2 separate regions of the Mus musculus genome follow, and region 2 is linked to region 1. A link is a contact called in public Hi-C data. All regions are on one chromosome and are shown on one strand. The core of a region is the stretch at or near the end of the contact, and the rest is flanking DNA. Distances in the headings are between cores, read along the strand shown.

Region 1 (5,092 bases), core at 1,037-3,536:
GCTTCTAACCTGAAATGGGGAGATGCTAGGCCATACACTATGTCCTCTCCCAGGCCATGGGGTAGAGGACTGCAGGTGATGGATGGGTTGGAAGACTGATCGAGGCAGGCCTGTAAAGGGTGGGTCAAATAGCCAATGCTCTATGGCCCACTTAGAGCTGGAGACAGGTCCCAGGGTAAAGGACATCCTCCCGGGGCCAAAAGGCTGGTTAGGGTTTGATGATCTGGGAATTGGCAGAAGGCTGGATCTTTGGTGCCTTCAGCATCCTATGTTCGAGGAACCAAGACCCGCTTCACTGTGCACACTGTGTGCGCCTCTTCTGCTAGCAGCCATGGAGATCTCTCTGTGTAGGCAGAAGGGAGCGTGAGAACATGCTTAAGATACGTTATGTGGCATTCTCAGAGAATGAATAAAAACGTTGTTTTAAACAATGCTTATCTTTGTAAAGAGAAAGAGGAGGGGAGGAAGGGGAAGACTGGAAGAAGAGAGAAGAGAGGGAGGGCGAAAAGGAGGAAGAAGAGAAGGAGAAGAGATAGGAAGAGGATGAGGGAGGGGAGAATGAAAGGAAGAAGAGGGGGAAAGGAGGAAAGAGAGGAAGAAGAGGGAAGGAAGGAAGGAAAGAAAGAGGAGTGGGAGGGGAGATGGGAGAGGAGCATAAAAGGACAAAGAGGAGGAAGGGTAGGAGGATGGAAGAGAGGGAGGAAGGAGGGGAAGGAGAAAGAGAAGAAGAGCTAGGAGGGGGAAGAGGGAGAGAAAGAGGAAAGGAAAGAGAGGAGGAAGGGAAGAAAGAGGAAGAAGAGGGAAGGAAGGAAGGAAGGAGGGAAGGAAGGAAGGAAGGAAGGAAGGAAGGAAGGAAGGAAAGAGGAGGAGGGGGAAGAATGGAAGGAGAGGAGGATGGGAGAAAGGGAGGAAGGAGAGAAGGAGGAAGGGGAGGAGGAGGAGGGGGTGAGGAACGGAAGGCCTTTTCCAATCTGCAAAATCATTCAAATAGGAGCAGCCCATCCTGCCTTCGAGGCTTACAGCTCGCCCAGACCCAAAGGTCCCATTTGGTCAAAGAGCTCACTCCTTTGGCCCCCAGCAGGCTTACTTCCTGGAATTCAGCCTGCTGCTGTATCTACCTGGCCACAAGAACAGGGAGCTGGTGACTGCCAAACACCGGAAAAGTGAATACCTTTTATTAGGGGCACCATTCCCAGAGCTGGACAGCCCTCCCCGCACCAAAGAGCAGGGGAGCATGCTTAGGAGTGTTACTGGAGGAGGGAGATTCACACCTGAGCGTGGGGACCCTGTACAACCCACTGTGAAGAGCAGTACCAGGTCTCGTCCTACCCTCCTGAGGAGTCAGAGAGCAACCTCACCTCACCCCCCATAGCTCTCCCAAATTAGGCCACTGGAAGTGCCCCTAGGCTTCTGTAGTGCCCAGCCTCTCTCATTCAGGGGCATAGGAATGGGCTGAGTGGGCAGTCAGAATGCTGTTGAGCAGGCTCTAGCCGGAGACATGCCTGCCCCTCTCCCCCCATCACACAGATGAGCCATCTGGAAGCAGGAGGGCAGGAGGTTAACACCAAAGGTTGTGGAGCACCCACTAGGCCTCACCTCAACACTGGGATTGTGAGGTTGCGGGGAGGGGGGAGACGGCTGAGCTCCTTCTCTTGGGTCCCTCCATGTAGGGTGGGGAGGGAGCCAGTGAAGAGAGGTCTTCACAGCGTGCAGCCTCTTCTATAGATGGGCTGGTGCTCGCGCCTCTTCACCCCAAACCTTCCTCCATCAGACATGGCCTCCTGAAGGCCAGAGCCTATAGAACACACATTCTATGGGAGATGGAGACACACCCATGGAAAACATAACTTCTCCTTCATGGGCCTGGCTTCCTTCACTGAACTAGTCACCCAGCTTCTGCCTCAGGGACTACCTGGCGGGAGTACTAGGGTAGTAGTTGAAGGAGAAGAGGTGGCTTGTCCCTGTCCTGTCTCCAGCCCAGGGAGAGCCTGCCTCACCTTTCCGGGTTGTTTACCTTGGCCCGCTCCCTCTGCCCTGCTCTCCCAGCCGATCTGATTGCCGTAATTAGTTAATCAGTAACTGGCATAATTTCCCCCTGATTAATGCAGGAATAATCACCCGCCAGGGCTGCCAGCAATTTGCTTATCAGAGTCACTTTGAAACAGCTTTGAAAATGAGCGATTGGCACCTTCCTCGGGGTTAAAATTAGAGCCGGGGAGGCCGCCCTCTGCCGTGGGCGGCTGGGAGTGGCAGGCGGGACTGGCAGGGGAGCCTCCGCCCCAGTGTCTGGGGCAAGTGGTGTAGGTGACTGGCACAGTTCTGTGTCTGGCTGATCCAGACGGAGTGCTTACTGTAGGGAGGCGGATATTTGTGCTGGGGTGGCTCCCCGGTACAGGTGAGACAGGTTGGGGTGCCTCTGGAATGGAGCTGGCCCATGGGGGCGGGGCGGGGGGATCTGAACAGAGAGACCTTGGGGTGCCAGTCCAGGACAGACATGCTTTACACGGTAGTAGTAATAATAATAACAACAGCATCAACAATAGCGAACCAGTCACTTTCAGTTTGTTTATTTGTTTATGTCTTTGTTGTTTTGTTTTATTGACACAGTTTCTGTGTGTAGCCCTAACTATCCTGGAACTCACTCTCTAGACCAGGCTGGCCTTGAACTCAGAGATCCGATTGCCTCTGCTTCCCAAGTGCTGGGGCTAAAGGTGTGCACCATTATGCCCAGTTTATGTTTTTATGGTTCCAGGGATGAAACCCAGGGCTCTGCATAATCCAGGCAAGCACTGAACCCCTAAGCCATACACACATCCCCAGCAGAGAAATTGCTCCATTCTTTACATAAATTACCTCATTTAATCCTAGAGAGATGAAACTATCCTCCAAGTGAGCGCATCCACTGGACCAGAATCTGACTCTTTATTTATTTATTTTCACAAATTTACCTTTAATTAAGAAAAATTTCCCACGTGGGCAGAAACCATTGGGATAATGAGCTCTTATGAGCTCGCCGCCCACTTTCTACACGTCACCCGATGTCTCCCCAATTCTCTGTAACCACTCTTGTTAGTACTGGTATCTCTTTAAAACAGCTCCTGAAACAGTAGCGATCTCCCTGTAAAATGAGGCATGGGTAATCAGAGTCTCTGCCTCTTGGGGCTGTCCGGAAGTTTAATGAGCTCCTTTGTGGAGGTCTGAGGTAGATATCGAGCATCATTATTTTCAGAATGGAGGGTAGTTTGGCTGGGTGTTGAAATCTGTAGGGTCCAGAGGAGAAGAATCAGACAGAGATGGGGAATAAAGGCGGCCATAGCATGCTGGTATGTGCTCAGTCAGCTGGGACAAATGCTCACATGCTCACACTCGCAGGAAGTTACATGAAGTAGGTTTGTTACTCACAGACAGGTAGCAGAGGGTTAAAGAGGCGTGGCTTTGTGGAGAGCTGGGGGGGGGGGGGATAGGGTCTCTTCTATGCAAGGCCTACCTGCAGCATAACAGGAAGACCCTGGGAAACAGACAGCAGGGGTAATAATACACAAGAGACTAAAGCCCTGATGGACATCTGCTCTTGGGAGGGTCTGGAGAACTCATACGGTGCTGGAAGATCACACTTTGCCCAGACCACAGGGGCCCACAGCTGCTGAATCTGGGCAGGTTATACAACTATCTATAACAAATAAGCATCACTATTAAAGTAGTGTGTGGCCTGATCCTCGGCACCTACATGTCTATGTATATACAGGTATGTGCCCCCCCCCACCCCACTTGACCTCACTCCTGACTTGCAAATGAGCTGTTTTGTACACCCTGGCCATTGCTCTTGTCAGCAGGATGCAGACACAACATATCCTGCGTGTGTGCATTCTTGAGAGTCACGTGGAAGAAAGTGGGCATGGGTGGATCTAAGGCCACTTGGGGCACTGTCCTGCACAGAGGTGAATGAAGATTTCTGGGTGTTGGTTCCAGGTTTGCACACCTATGTCTTGCAGGAATGGAGAGGCAAGGCTGCTGTGACTGCTTTGTTTTATGTGGATGGACCTCTGGGCGTCATACATCCACCATTGCTGACTGTTGCATTGACTTTCCCAAGGGAGGTGGGAACAAATGTCTGCTGACCGCAGATTGTGGCGACCAAACCCAACACACAAAAGGAACAATTGCGTCAGCATGGTGGGACAACATATCACTGGGCTTACAGGTCACAGGTGACCTCCAAACAGCTACACCATCAGGAAGTCCCACCCTAGCATGGATGACCACCTCCCCATAGCTGCATGGGTGAAATGGGCCCTTGCTGCAATTAACCTCCCAGGATATAGTCTCCTTCACATCCCAAGATCCCAGACCACATGCAGCTAGGGCTGACTTACAGCTGGGAAGGTGTAGGCACAAGGTATAGGAAGGTGTCATTGAACTCGGAGAAGGGTCTAATGACAGGCCCTCCCTAGCCCTCCTTCTGAGGGAATGCAGCAGACCAGAGCTTGAGCATCTCAATGGTTGCTACACTCAGAAGATAAGTAAGCTATACCCAGAGCCCCTAGGGGGCTTTCCCCTTTATGCGATTCACCTGGGGACCTGCAAGTGGGGTCTAAAGGGATGATCAAAAGGGCTGCTGTATCCGGAAACTGAACCACGGCTCTACAGTTGCTATTTGGTTCGTGGAGTACAGGCTTCTTTCTCCAGTTTTCTTCCTTAAAGACCCGGGGCAAAACACAGGCACCCCACACCGGGAGTGCTGGGGTGTCTCCATTCTCAGATTTGCTGCAGGGGGCGCTGTTGAGTCAGGAGGTGAGAAAAGTGATGGAGACTTTGCCCCGCCCTCCTCCGTCCCCTCATCCCCACCCCCACCCCCACCCAAGGTTCTCACCACCTGGTGGGAACAGGACCAGTTAAACAAGACAAGCATTTGCCTGGAAGTAATGCATTTGCCTCGAAGTAATGTGCTCAGGAACAAATCAGAGCCCTGACCTGGCCTGCTAGGGCCTGGATCCTTGGCGCAGGCACACTGATGGATGCACGTGTGCGTGGGCACGTGTGCACATGCGTGGCCTCGCGCTCCTGACTTGCAAATGAGCAGTCCTGTGCACAC
Region 2 (5,344 bases), core at 1,820-4,319, 190 kb before region 1:
CTGACATCATCGGATGCCTTCGCCTCATTTCTAATGACATTTATCCTTATTCCACTTCAGCTAACAATTCCGAAGGCAATAACCGATCCCTCAGAAAGCTCACTAACTCTGCTCTAGCAATACCCTACTTTCCTTCCGGAGATCAGAGTTCTTTCCTTTACTTATTCTCAGCCTTTCCTTCCCAGAATCCCCAGTGGTTTATTTTGCTGGTCTTACGATCTTTATGTACGTGAGCCCAAAAGTGTGGGCCACTATTTGGATCACTGTCATCAGTTTCCACTCTAAAAAATCCTCTCAAACCTAGATCAATTCTAACCGGTGATCTGCTACTCGTCTTGACCTGTAAAATCTGTTACAAACCCCTGAATGAGTGGAGCAGGGTCAACCCACGCCAAGCAGCTCCCCTTCCATCTCCCCATGCCGAGTCTTTACCCTCAGTACATGAGTACATAAGGTTTGCCCATGGTGCATGTGGGGCACTTCCTCGGCCCTGCCCCCAGCCATCACTCTCGTCTTTTCAGTCAAGGTTCTGAAGACAAGGCCTTGCTTGATTTAGGCTGAAAAAGAGGTACACTGTGTACTAACTGAGAAAGCAATTACACAGCCAGCATTAGCAACACAAAGTAGCCAGCAGCAGCTGGTCAAATAGAAACACCCCCAGTTTGTGGTCTGAATATGCTTGGCCCATGGGAAGTGGCACTATTAGAAGTGTGGTCTTAGTGGAGAAGTGCAGCCTTGTTAGAGAAAGTGTGTCACTGTGGAGGCGGGGTTTTGGGGTCTCAAATATCTACGCTCAAGTCTGGCCAGTGTGATCCAGAGCCTCCTCCTGGCTGCCTTCGGGTCAACATGTAGACGACCTCTCAGCTCCTCCAGCACCGAGTCTGCTGCATGCAGACATGCATCCCACCAGATGACAATGGCCTAAACTTCTGAAACTGTGAGCTAGCTTGATTTAATGTTGCCCTTTTATAAGGATTGCTATGGTCATGGTATCTCTTCACAACAACGAAAACCCTAAGACACCCAGAAAGCAAGCACTTCTGGGTTGAAATAAGCATTAATGGGGTTTTTTAACGCTTTTATAAGGTTAAAAGAGGGTTAAATTTCTCTATGCCAGAAACTCTTCCCCCGCTCTGGAGAAGACAGGTTAAGAAAGACTCAGTGGGGGTTAAGGGCAGATCTGCTTGAACAGTGTAACAAGCCCCACCACTGCACTTGGTTCCCTTTAACAGCACAAGATCCATGGGCATCACAAGCACAGGATGCTGAGTCCAATCCTAGAACCAGAAATCCACAGGGAACGGCAGCTGGGAGGCCACACCCTGTAACCCCAGCACTGGGAGACAGAGACAGTGAGGCCCAGGCCAGAGAGAGATCTTGTCTCAGGGGAAGTAGGTCAAAGCTCCTAAAATGACACCTGAGCCAACACACAACACATAAAGGGGAAAAAAAATTTAAAAAGAGAATAAGATTCAGAATTGTAACTTTGTTCCCTATACCGTTTGAACTTCAAATTCATAACATGAACTAAAGCACAGTCATTACTATAATTTAATTTAAAATGGTTAAAAGCAGTTACCCTTCTTTAATTAAATGTCATAAATATAAAATAAATACCACTTGAATAAGCCACAATTTTTGTTCAATTTCACTCTTTCTTTAAAAATGTCTAGATCACAGACCTGGAGTGGTAGTGCACATTTTTAATCTTAGCACTAGGGAGGCAGAGGCAGGTGGATATCTATGAGTTTGAAGTCAAGACTGGTTTACATAACAAATTCCAGGCTAGCCAGGGCTACCCAGTAAGATGCTTGTCTCTAAATTGATGTTCTCCAACTTAGGGAGAAAACCAACTGTCAGATTTGACAACAAATCCTTTAAAACATTTTTTCATCTGATTTTATTTCACAATGGTTTTTTTAAATCACAATTTAAAAAAAAAAAAAGAATGTTGAGGGAAGGGAGGAGCTTTGATGAAGAACCCTTAAAAATACACTCAGTCCTGTTTTCAAGTTGCTTCAAAAAAATTCACTCAGTCCTGTTTTCAAGTACAAGAGCATCAGATATGCGCCCTCTGCTGGCTTCACAAAAACTCCCTTGATGTTCCTCTGGGCCCAGGAAGAAATACAAAAATACAAAGGGCTACAAAAGGGCTGGGTGCACATTTCACAGTAAGATCCAACCTTCAGGAAAGCAATTTAGCAAAAATCTCTTAGGTCAGTCACACTGGATACCTCCCTCCCCTACGCGCTGGGTTATTCTTACCCTCAAACATCTCTAGCTTGCACAGAGAAAAGGTAACACTTCTCTACTGAATAAAAACACTGTAGAGTAATTGCAACATTTGTGTTCCATCAAAAGTAACAACATACAAAACTACACAGGTAAATGCAAGCCTGCCCAAAAACAAGAACTTAAGAGGAAATTCTTGTCATTTTCCCACAAGTTCAACTTTGTATTAATGGTCTTTCAGATCCAAGAGGACAAAAGGTCAGAAAACTGATCCACAAAGCAATGTATCAATATCCTTCCATTTGAAGCTATTCTTTTAAATTTTAAGTTATTTACCAAATAATATTCATTTTTAAATAATAGAGTTTCTTTCCAGACGACAGTTTTAACTCTGTAATAAAAAAAATATTGTTTCAATAGCCAAGCAATATATTTTAATTATTGTGCTAGGTACCACAAGTAAAATGTCACAAAAATTGTGCCCTGTGATTAACTAAACCTTCTCTGAAGGCTTCTAGAGAGAACAGAAAACAAAGACAGTCCACTCACAGCACAGTCTAAACGTGAGCAGAGTTTGATCCGCTATGAATACTGCCATAGAAAACAAAATGTGCCATAACTCATTGTACAAATACATATTTATAATTTTATTGAACTTTTCTCATCTAGGCTGACAGCACTCCCTCCAAAAGTTCAAGACCACCTACCAAAATTCCCAGGACCAACCATGAGAAGCCCTCTTTTGAGTTGTTGGCCAGAGCTGTCTAGCACACGGCCCCCTGCTATTGATTGCCCTAGGTTACCCTCAGCCAGGGGTGAAAGTTAAGTCCCTATTGCTGAAGATACCACGCAATTCAGAAATAAGGCCCAGAAGCCCCGAGCTAAAAGTGACACACACATACTTAGTCACGTATCCTACTTAGGGTTCAATTCTTTTGGGTACACATTCGCTTTAGCAGAACTACCAGGTTGAGCAATGAATTTTTGGAAAAGGCATATTATTATAACGATGTCTTCAACTGGTGAATATCATGAAAACTCTAAAAAGTTTTTCTTTTGCTGTATTGATGGAGACGCTTACTAGTGAGAACACATACTAGAGACCAAAGCCTGGGCAGAGAGCAAGTGCAGCTACCACTTACTTAAAACACTGAAGCTATATTTTGTCCTGACCTAATTCTTATTTTTCACAAGCAATGACATTTTTCCTATAAGTATATGAAACAGATCTTACTCTTTGGTTATTTTTTTTTCTTGCCAAAGTGCTTCCTTGTTGCCTAGTATACACTGTAAAACTTTTCAATTTTTTTCTGAATATTTTAAATTGAGAAAGTTACGTATTTTATCATACACAATGTTATTCTAAAATAGGTACTATGCTATGGCTAAATCAAGCTCATTAACATATGTGTCACTTCGTGTACCTCTGTTTTCATGACTTTTTAAAGTACTAAACTGTAACTGACAACAGTGACTGATGCGTCAATCAGATCCACTATTCCCAACAAAGAGAGGGATGTCTGCCTTAAAATACGCCTCACACACAAGCACAGGTCCCTCGCCAGTCAAGTTTTCTGAATAAAAACAATGAAGAATCCCCCAACCTCTGCTCAGCATCTGACTGTCTCATCTGTAAAGCCTCCTTGCTTTACAGACTCATGCTGAGTGTTTGGTGGTACAGATAACATGTCCTGCAAATCATACTCTGTGGAAGGAGACACACCTATCTGCAGGGCAACCAAGGGCAAGAGACACCAGACAGTCAGGGGCAGAGCTACACCAGAACGCTCATCTCCTATTATCAAAACATGCTTTGTCCAATAGGACCAAAGCACCAAGCGGTCCTAAAGTTGCTCAGTCCAAGTCAATGAAAAGTGTGCACTCTGTGCTTGCCAGTAGAAACAGGCTGAGGGAAAGAAATGCAAGCTACTTAGTCTTTACATTCAAACAAACCACTCTGCATTTCATTAAGATTTAGGAGCTAAGTGAACTAACAAAGTTCCTTTAAGTTCTCTGGGTCTACTTCCTCATTTTTAAAAAAAAAAGAGAGGGGGGGAAAGCTCAATTGAGGAAAAGCTCAATTGGTAAAGTGAAGACCTGAGTTCAATCCGCAGAAACCACATTAAAAAATGCTAGATGTGGTGGTACGTGTTTGTGATTGCCACACTTTTAAGGCCAATACTACAGAAGCAGAGAGGGGAGGGCCCTTGAAGTTTGCCCGAAATCCAGTGTAGCCTATTGGTAAACTCTAGGCCAAAGACAGATGATGTCTCCAATGAGGTAGGTGGTAGTCTTTACAGGAAAAGATGGACATCCATCACTATCATCACCATCAGGTAAGGTAAATTACTTTATAAATTTAGTATAGTGTCTGGAACACAATAAAACACTTAATAGATAGTAGCTGTTGTTTCTTAAATGCCTGCAAAGAGCTGGCCTGTGTGTGCTGTAGGCGTAGGGAGAAGTAACTGCATCTATAAGCAGCATCTCCATGAAGGAGGAGACGCAGTCCCGAGCAGCACAGAGCTGCACTGACACTAAACTCACAATCAGAAGCTTCTCCTTCTGTTTTCTTAACAGCCTTCTTGTTTGCTTTGGACAAAAAGAAAAATACATTGATGCTTATTTCAAAAAAGCAAGTGTGGCTCACCACAGAGCTTCTCAAACTCTGACCTGCAGTAATTCTATGGTCTCGGCTAAATGCTGGTTCTCCTTGACTTATGTCACAGGTCAGTGACCGGGTCTGACCTGCATTTCTCTAACAAGATCCTGGGGGGGGAGGGTGCTGCTGATACAGAAAACTTTGAATAAGAGCTTACAGGATGTCATACTTTAAGAAATCTAACATAAATTAATTAATTAATTAATTAATTTAGTGTTGTTAAGGAGATACTTAACTTCCAAATGCCAAGGTCAGGAAGGTGGGGACACTGTCCTAAGTCCACTATGCTGTACAGGTGCTGAGGGCTCACCAAATGCCAAAACCACCCTGCTCTGCCAGGGCACACTGCACTCAACAGTGTGGACGCTACTCTCCTTGCTTCAACAGATGGTCTCAGAGAACAGAGTGCTTGTAACTGGACGGAGGAATCAAGGGCCGCCCTTGGCAGCT

What was found. Hi-C and Micro-C count contacts between places; a contact is called where the count stands out from the background.
Region 2: a contact with region 1 is called in a Hi-C map of liver, with 2.0 times the contacts expected there. The contact joins two enhancer-like sites. A contact is called at or near these places in 1 of 15 datasets of contacts at CTCF or cohesin (the NIH/3T3 cell line), 3 of 484 Hi-C or Micro-C datasets (the AML12 cell line, liver and trophoblast stem cells), 1 of 115 datasets of contacts at active chromatin or transcription factors (embryonic stem cells) and 1 of 9 other capture datasets (embryonic stem cells).

Annotation. Positions count from the first base shown.
Region 1 is chr17:29,926,080-29,931,171 of GRCm38.p6, reverse strand. No RefSeq gene overlaps it. Among named protein-coding and RNA genes, the nearest start is that of Gm41559, 39 kb to the right of the region's middle. Within about 2 kb of position 2,286, at least 37 of the 459 cell types and tissues checked have an H3K27ac peak or open chromatin away from gene starts, as enhancers often do. A contact at or near this core is called in liver, where this site is marked.
Region 2 is chr17:30,111,691-30,117,034 of GRCm38.p6, reverse strand. The region is part of intron 2 of Zfand3 (zinc finger, AN1-type domain 3); the gene reads right to left. Among named protein-coding and RNA genes, the nearest start is that of Zfand3, 110 kb to the right of the region's middle. Within about 2 kb of position 3,069, at least 8 of the 459 cell types and tissues checked have an H3K27ac peak or open chromatin away from gene starts, as enhancers often do. A contact at or near this core is called in liver, where this site is marked.